Linked DNA regions of Oryctolagus cuniculus: all the other regions are linked to region 3. Evidence: chromatin contacts called from public Micro-C data. All regions are on one chromosome and are shown on one strand. The core of a region is the stretch at or near the end of the contact, and the rest is flanking DNA. Distances in the headings are between cores, read along the strand shown. Region 1 holds the start of LOC100354078 (cytochrome P450 2F5). Region 2 holds the start of SNRPA (small nuclear ribonucleoprotein polypeptide A). Region 3 overlaps LOC127488219 (a long non-coding RNA gene).

Region 1 (2,700 bases), core at 185-2,684, 110 kb after region 3:
GTCCGTGTAGCCATAGCGGTGCCCGAAGACCACGGAACAGATAACGTTGGCTACAGCGTTGTCCAGTAGCTGCCGGGGGTTGAGCGGGGCCCCTGGAAGGTGGGAACAGGGCGGGGCGGGGGGTCGGAACCCAGCCTCCGTGTGCTTTCCAGCTTTGTTCCACCCTAGGGCCCGCCCACCCCAGGCCCTTTGTTTTGTTTTCCCTGCTGCACCTGCGGTGGCTTGAAATTCATCAAGCAGACAAACTGCTTCCTCCAGGACGCGCTCCTCGATGGTCCGCGTCCCCACCCCGAACTCCTTCAGGGCCCCGAGGGTAAAATTGCGCAGGGTCCGCCAGCGCTGCCCATTGGAGAACAGGATACCTGCGGGGCGGGGCGGCAGGAGGGGGCGGGCCTGCGTTGGCCACGCCCCTGGGCCCCACCTCCCGGAGCCGGCTCTGGGATCCTTTGCTCTGCTCCCTCGCCCGGCTTGGTTGGCGGCTTTCTCCGCCTTGACCACGCCTTTGCTACTTTGATCCCTGCCTGGTGCGGGCTCTCTCTTAGGCTCTTACTGGCTGCACGAGGAAGCTGGGTTCCGTCCTAGGCTGATCGCCACCCGCGCTCTCTTAGGCCCCTCCGCGTCTGCCTGACTCCACCCTTTATGGGCCCGCCCTTCCACCTTGCACCGCAGTGGCCTCACCGTTTCTGCGAGTGAAGCGTTCAAAGACGGCCATGGCCCCGCGGCCGGAGAAGGTGTCCGCCTGCAGCACCAGCGCGTCCCGCAGTGCCGCGTAGCTGCACAGCACTACTGCAGGGCGCGGGCCCAGCCACACTGTGAACACCGGGCCCCAGCGGCCGGAGAGCTACAGGGAACCAGGGCTCAGCGGCTCCTGATCCCAGCTCCCCGACCCCTCTTCTTCTGAACCTTGAAGTCAGGCCCCCAACACCCTGCACCCGCAGAACCGGGCCCTCAGCCTTTGCCCCCCCACCTCGCTTTCTTTCTCCACCTGAATTAACCACCCCGGGCTCCTTGTCCATCACAGCCCAGGTGTTCAGGCCCACCAGCTGCACCCCCCACCCCAGTCTCCAGGAAGAACGGGGTCGGAGCCCTCAACTTAGTTCAGGGCACCAGCAGTCCTAGCTCCTGGCCCCACTTCCAGCACCCCAGGAATCTGTCCGGGCTACCTCCATGAGTGCACGGTCCAGGCGCCCAGACTCCAGCTGCAGCAAGTTTCCCAGCAGTGGGAGAGGTGTGGGCCCCGGAGGTAGGGGCCCCGGCGTCCGAGCGCGGCGCGTACCGCAGCCCCACCATGCCAGCGCCAGCACCAGCGCCAGGAGCAGCAGTGCTGTGACACAGGTGAGCATGCTGCCTGTGACCCTGTGTGCATCCCTTCATGCCTATTTGATTTCCACGGGGTCTTGGGCGGAGCAGGGGCGGAGAGCCCACGCGGGAGTGGTGGGTTCCCAGCTCCACCCCACCCCTCAAGCCATGCTGCTCTTAAGGCCTGGCTCCCCCTGGCTTGCCCATGCCTGCCTCAGCTTGCCCGTGTGTGCCTGGCAATTGGAGCACATGCATACGGCTGGCTGGTAGGGGTGCCCTCTTGAGCCCTAGCCCATCTGGCTGGCCCGTGGGCCTGTACGCGCAGTAGGCTGCCCACCTCTGCCTCCTGACGCCTCGGCACCCTCTAGAACCCCCCCACTCCGCCCCAGGCCCGGGACTCCCGGGGCCTCACACCTGAGCCCGTGCCGCTTGTTGCCCTGGGAACCCTGTGTGCTGCACCTGCCCTGCAGGGCCTGCGCAAACCCACCAGCCTCTTGGTGCCATCAGCCTGGGACTTCGTTTCTGGCCTTAGGACTGCTGGATGCCTTCCCCTAGGTTGGCCCCTGTGCCTTCAGACCCGGCCTTGACTCCTGCCATCTCTGCTCCCAGTTGAGCCCCGGATGTCCCACGTCCATGCCTCTGCACCCCTGGTCTCAAAGCCCCACAGTGGGCACCCCTAGCCGAGGGCAGGCAGGCTCAGGCCTCGGGTAGCCCAGACCCTAGAGGCCCAGGCCGGACCCGGGGTGGAGGTGGGGCTGAGCGGGATGTAGATTGTTATGGAATGCAGCCCGCCCTCCCTGCCTTGCCAGCGCCAGTGTTCCTCCAGGTGCCTGGCTCTGGGCCCAGCCTGGGGAGAAGTGGGGGCCACGCGGGGCCTGAGGAGGAGCTTGGTCAGGCAGCGTCTGCGTCTCCTCTCTCGGCGCTTCCCTCCTCTGATCCTGCTCCTCCGCCCCCGCACTGCGTCCCAGCTGCTGCTCTCCGGACTCCACTTCGCTGTCTTTGCCTCTGTTCATGTCTCTTTTTTTCAAGCACTGACTTATTTGTTAATGAATTTTCATTTTATTTGAAAGGCAGCAAGACAGAGAAAGACAGACATAGAAGACAGAGGTCCTTCCATCTGCTGGTTCACTCCCCGAATGGCTGCAATGACCAGGGTTGGGCCAATCCAAAGCCAGGAGCCAGGAGCTTCTTCCAGGTCTCCCACATGGGTGCAGAGGCCCAAGGACTTGGCCCGTCTTCTGCTGCTTTCCCAGGCCATAGCAGAGAGCTAGATTGGAAGTGGAGCAGCTGGGACTTGAACTGGTGCCCATAGGGGATGCCGGCACTGCAGGCGGCGGCTTTACCCACTACACCACAGCGCCGGCCCCTCCAAGTGGCATCTTAATGGCTCCGCCAAATGCC
Region 2 (2,700 bases), core at 140-2,639, 67 kb after region 3:
CATCCAGCCATTTTCATCTCCAGGAAATGGGAATGGGGGCGGGGACAGGTGGCGGCGTGCGGTGCAGGTGCAGGTGCATGTGGGGCCCGGGGGCCCTACCGGTCCTTGTGCAGCTTCAGGAGCCTCCTGGCGTCTTCTCTGGCCTTGGGGACTGGGCCGGCCTTCGCCAGGGCCTCCTGCAGGAGCCGGCTCTTCTCTAGGCCGAAGACACGAGGAGGAGCCATCCCCACGGCAGCGGCTGGCGGAGGCGGCGGCGGCGGCAGCGGAATGGGGGCCTGGAGGCCGCGGGGAGGGGCTGGGAGAGCCCCGTCCAGCGGACTCAGGGGTGGGGGAGGAGGTGCAGGGGCTTTTGGAGGAGGGCTGGGGGGCTCTAGGATAGGAGCCCCTGGGGCGGCCATCTTGGGGTCTGCGGGAGGAGTTGAGGATGGGAGAGGAAGACTCTTCCCCAAGATCTTGGAGATGCCGATCATAAAGGTTTTGGAGTTGCGCTCCGGAGTTTGGGGGCCGAGCAGTGGGTTAGCAAAAATCCAGGGCTAAAATGTGAACCCATGGAGGCGGGGATTGGGGCTCACTCAGAGGAACGCCGTTACTAACTGGGAGAGCAGACGTGTGCCCTGGGGCTGTGCAGGGCTCCTGCGGGGCAAGTTGGGAGTTAACGCTGAGAGGGACGCGACAGGGTCAGCATTCGGATATTAAAGCCAAGACCTGGCGTGAGGCGCCCACAGGTGAGGCTTTAGGGCCCAGGGCTGGCCTGGGGCAGCTCAGGTTCGGTCCTGCTCACACCCCAGGCCCCACCTCGGTTAGAGGTCAAGAGGTCAACCCGGAAGGGAAAATGGCCTTGCCGCGGCGCAGATGCCGGGATTAGCAACAGGAAAAGTTTGTGTGCTGGAGAAAGCTCCGAGATGGGAGGCCGGAGGAAGCCGAGATACCGCCAGGATAGGGAAGCGAGCTTAAGAAGCAAAACGCGCCTTTCCGGCGCGCAAAATGGCGGCCTCGGCACACTGCCGTCCCCATATCACGTGTAGCATCCGCACCAAGCCCCGCCCCTGTAGCGATGACGCTATAAGGTGTAAGGCTGTGAGGAAGAGGTGGGGTTTCCAAAGGCCCGCCTCCGGAAGAGACTGCTACGGGTGCCGCGTCCCTATTGGCAAGAAGCTCGTGACCGTCGCTGATTGGTCCGTAGATCCAGGCGCAGAGGAAGGCAGCGGGCCGGGGGCGGGCCTTCTGCCGAAGCGGGAACCCGAGTGTCATCTTGATTGGCAGGAGCTGAGCCCAGGGACGACCCTTACTCTGATTGGTCTACCTACCAAATTTCCGCCCTGGTATTGGCTTATAGAAAGGCAAAGGCGGGGCTGGGAGGGGAAGTTTTGTGGTCTGATCTGAGGAGCGCAGCAGGCGCCGCTTGTGGGAGCCGCAGCCCTATCAGTGAGTAGCCATGGGTCTGGGCGGCCGTCGGCAACAGGTGGCCGGTGCGCTTGGCCTGGTGGTTTTCCATGTTTGGTCTGGGGAAACTTTCTCGCTGTGCGAGGTCAAGGACCTCAAATCCGTCCCGCCCCTAACCGCCTCTTACATCCGGGTTTTTTCCTCCTCACCAACGTTTGGGCGCGTAGGCCAATGGGAATCGCCCCTTAGGGCGTCCCGCCTACTGGGTCGCGCAGAGCCTGCTGGGACTTGTAGTAAACCCCTGGCGGTTTCCCCTCAGCACGCGGGCAGAAGCGGAGTCCTGCGCACGCTTTGTTGCCCAGGCTGCGCCTCCATCGTCTCCCCGCTGGCGCCTCGCCTCATCTTCCGTTTTGGAGGGAAGATTCCTGAACGGGCCGTTCAGTCAGCCTTGAGACGAGGGAGTAGGGGAAGCCCCGGGCTTAGGTCCTCTTTTTCCTCCTCTCAGCCCTCGCTTGGCGCCTCGCCCCATGGCAGTTCCCGAGACCCGCCCCAACCACACCATTTATATCAACAACCTCAATGAGAAGATCAAGAAGGATGGTGAGTGATCGGGGTGCTGGGGGTTGGGCTGTCCCGCGTGAGCTGCGTCCTCTCCCTCGCTCAGCCTTCGCCGGACCTGGCTCCGTGTCGTGAACGCTCTGCCCTTGGACCTGGCCGTCTTCCCCCTCTCGGGACTCCTCTTCCAGGAAGCCCTTCCCTGTCTCTCCTCAGGCGGCTGCCACTACTTCCCATAGGCCCCCGGGCGTGCCCCATCAAGCCCTGATGTTACGGACTTTCATGGGGCTGGCAACACTTGTAGCAGGGGCATCCACGTTGCCTAAGTCCCAGTTGTCAGACTAGGACACTGGGGCTCTAAAATGGAGGGCGGGAGAGGCGCAGGGAGAGAGAGCTTCCATCCTCTGGTTCGCTGCTCAGACAGCCGGGCCCGGGCCAGGTTGAAGCCTAGCCCGGGCACTCCAGCCGGGTCTCCCACGCAGGTGCAGGGGCCCGAGTACGTGGGGCATCTTCCATGGTCATCCCAGCGCGTTAGCAGGGAGCTGGACCACAAGTGTAGCAGCTGGGACGCAGCCAGGATGCTGGCGTTGTAGGCGGCACCAGAACACCACCGCCAGGCCAGAATTAGGAGTTAGCATGGCTTCCTTGTTCCCGGGTCCGGGTAGTGTGGCACAGTTGTCCCAGTTAGTGAGCCACACTCAAGCCCCCCTAGTTTTGATAGCCAGACTCCCTCTGTGGGCCCGCCTCTCCCAGCCTCTGGTG
Region 3 (2,700 bases), core at 104-2,603:
CCCTGTGCGGGACGCTGCTACCCAGGAACGGGCCAGGACCCCGCAGTCGGAGGAGTTGCCCGCCCGCTCCCAGCGGTGCCCCTGGCGCCCGTGTCGCCGCCCCGCGCCTGCTTTCACTCCCTCCCGTCTGGGTCCGTGTGACCCTCCCGTGGACTGTCCACTCCGGCAGAGCAGAGACCACGGGCTCTCGAGGGCCCAGAATGGAGCCGGCACACAGTGCTGCTCGGTGAAACGCTTTAGCGTGGCCGGGCCTGGTTCCGGGGGCAGAGCCGGCAGCACTCGGGGCTGACACTGGGCCTGAGCTGTGACGCCCGCCTCCACGTGCGCCGGTTCGAGCCCTGCTGCTCCACGTCCGACCCAGCTCCCTGCTGTGGCCTGGGTAGGCAGCGGAGGACGCCCGGCTCCCGGGCCCCTGCCCACGCGTGGGAGCCCGGGATGGAGTCCAGACTGTTGGGGCCATCTGGGGAGTGCGCCAGTGGACGGAAGACCTCTCCCTAACTCTGCCACTCCGACAAACACACTGCACATCCAGAAAACGCGAGCACAAGACCCGCGCCCAGCCCGGGCTGCAGGGCTGCAGGGGCGCCGAAGCCCCCCAGATCTCAGGGTGACAGGGGCGAACGCACGAGGCAGTGACGGCGCGGCTCGCGCTGGCGACTCGGGACCATCCCGGCCCAGCGTGGGCGGCGGGAGGACGCCCGAGGCGGCGGCGGCTGACCCCGGGCTGACCAGGGCTCTCCGCCCGCCCCGCCGCCTCTCCTCAGCCGCGGCCACACGGGGGCGCCCTTCTCCCGCGCCTCCAGCCGCCGCGGGGCCTCGCAGGGCCGGGGGCGGTGGGTCGCGCGCGGGCGTGGCCCCTTACGACCCGAGGGCCGCCGCCCGCGCCCGCGGCGACAGGGGTGGCCCGGGCCCCGCGCAGGCGGCGGAAGCAGCGGCCCCGGGAGCCCCGCGCGGCGCGGTGGGTGGGCGGTTGGCGCCGGCCGCAGCCCTGCGTGGGCCGCCGGGGTAGGGGGCGGGGCTCGCGGACAACCAGGCGGGGCGGGGCTTCTGGGGGCGGGGCCTTGCGGGCAGCTGGGGGCGGGGCTCTGGCGGGGCGGGGCCCTGAGCGGGGACAAAGCGGCCTCGGGGCCTGGGGAGGCGGCGCGGCGCGTGGCGCTAGGTGGGACCCGGGTCCGCCCGCAGGACGAGGGCGTCCACTCCGGGCTTCCGTGAGGTTTACTCCCCGTCTGAGGCTTCCGGGAAGGCAGGCGCTCCACGGAGGGCCGGAGTCTGCACCAGGAGTGGGGGGTCCTTCTGGCCAAGGGGGCTGGGGGCTCCCACAGGCGTCTGTGGGGGCTGCGCAGAGGTCAGGGCGAGGGCGGGCCGGGTGGGTGGTCCGGGCTGTGCTGCGGTCCCAGCGCCGCATCTGCCCAGCAGCGCGGGCCCTCTGTCCCCGCCCCAGGGCGCTGCTCCCCTGTCTTCCTGCCAGTTTGAGGAGAGCGCTTGGGGTTCCCTCTTCCTGCCTGGCCCTGGCTGTGCGGGAAGGAGGAGGCTAAGGCAGCTCAGAGCCCCCCCCCTCCCCCGCCACTGCCCACCGGAGCACAGACCCGCGGCTGGGTAGCAGCTTCCCTGGGTGGGCAGGGCTTGCAGGATCCAAGGGGTAGGGACGCCCCCCACTCAGCTGGAAACCTAGGCTCCAGGAGCCAGGAGCTTCCGGGTCTCCCACGCGGGTGCAGGGGCCCAAGGACTTGGGCCATCTTCTACAGCTTCCCCAGGCCATTAGCAGGCAACTGGATCGGAAGTGGAGCAGCCGGGACTCGAAACGGCGCCCATATGGGATGCTGGCACTGTAGGTGGCTGCTTTACCCGCTGCGCCATAGCACCAACCCTTTTTGCGTTTTTTTAAAAAACGTTAATTTTTATGTATTTGAGAGGCAGAGCTCCCCCTCCTCTGGTTCACTCCCCAAATGCTAGCAATGGCTGGGAGCAGGAAGCTCAATCCAGGCACCCGGTTACTGGAGCTGCCCCTGCTGCCTCCCCGGCAGGCCGGAGCCGGAGCCAGGACTTGAACCCAAGCCCTGTGCCGTGGGAGGCAGGCGTCTTAACGGCGGGGTCGAGCGCCCACTTCCAAACCCGAGGCTGCTTTCTCACAGCCTGATGCTTAGTGACTGTCCCGGAAGTCAGCCAGACGCGAGATTTGACCCCCAGCTCCCCCCGCAAACATGACCGTGACCTTGGGCCAGTGACTCAACTTGCCCATCTACCACCTGGGGCCAGAGCACTGGTCACCTCATTTTAACGAGCTACAAAGAATTACACATAGGATGTTTCCCTTTTAAAATGTGTTTTATAGATTCTGTCAAGGAACCCAAGAAACAATAGACTTCAGATCCATGTGCCACCCCGTCCGGGGGACCACCTGGGTTACCAGACCCGCAGCTGGCGAGGCGAGACCTTGGCAGCTCCCTCCCAAGGCAGGTCCACGCCGTCTGATTAAAGTGTTGACAAGGAACTGATCGGCAGTTTATAGTTCGTCTTTTTCACACCTCGGCTCTGGCTCCATGAGTCACAGAATCAGGTGACTCATCCTGGCCGGCCGCATCACCCACCTGCCAGGCGCCGGGCCCGCCGCACCTGCGCCCCCGGCCGCACTCAGAGGCTGCGGCCACCGCGTGCCCCCTCCACACACACACACACCCCGTCTCCCCAAGGGCACCGTTA

What was found. A called contact is a pair of places that touch in the nucleus more often than the background predicts.
Region 1: a Micro-C map of ear pinna shows a contact between it and region 3, with 2.4 times the contacts expected there. The contact joins the promoter of LOC100354078 here to the enhancer-like site in region 3. A contact is called at or near these places in 3 of 6 Hi-C or Micro-C datasets (ear pinna, psoas muscle and an unstated tissue).
Region 2: a contact with region 3 is called in a Micro-C map of ear pinna, with 4 times the contacts expected there. The contact joins the promoter of SNRPA here to the enhancer-like site in region 3. A contact is called at or near these places in 3 of 6 Hi-C or Micro-C datasets (ear pinna, psoas muscle and an unstated tissue).

Annotation. Positions count from the first base shown.
Region 1 is chr18:13,624,531-13,627,230 of mOryCun1.1, reverse strand. LOC100354078 (cytochrome P450 2F5) reads right to left here and starts at 1,434. Exons shown (of 8, transcript XM_070062195.1): 1 at 1,164-1,434; 2 at 679-841; 3 at 1-92. The coding sequence starts at 1,343.
Region 2 is chr18:13,666,186-13,668,885 of mOryCun1.1, reverse strand. It overlaps SNRPA (small nuclear ribonucleoprotein polypeptide A), which reads left to right and starts at 1,389. Exons shown (of 7, transcript NM_001082160.1): 1 at 1,389-1,425; 2 at 1,889-1,983. The coding sequence starts at 1,911. It overlaps ACTMAP (actin maturation protease), which reads right to left and starts at 1,054. Exons shown (of 6, transcript XM_002722317.5): 1 at 100-1,054. The coding sequence starts at 470.
Region 3 is chr18:13,732,859-13,735,558 of mOryCun1.1, reverse strand. It overlaps LOC127488219 (a long non-coding RNA gene), which reads left to right. Exons shown (of 2, transcript XR_007915777.2): 2 at 2,333-2,700. NUMBL (NUMB like endocytic adaptor protein) reads right to left here. Exons shown (of 10, transcript XM_070062191.1): 10 at 2,693-2,700. Among named protein-coding and RNA genes, the nearest start is that of NUMBL, 20 kb to the right of the region's middle. Within about 2 kb of position 1,353, at least 3 of the 8 cell types and tissues checked have an H3K27ac peak or open chromatin away from gene starts, as enhancers often do. A contact at or near this core is called in ear pinna, where this site is marked.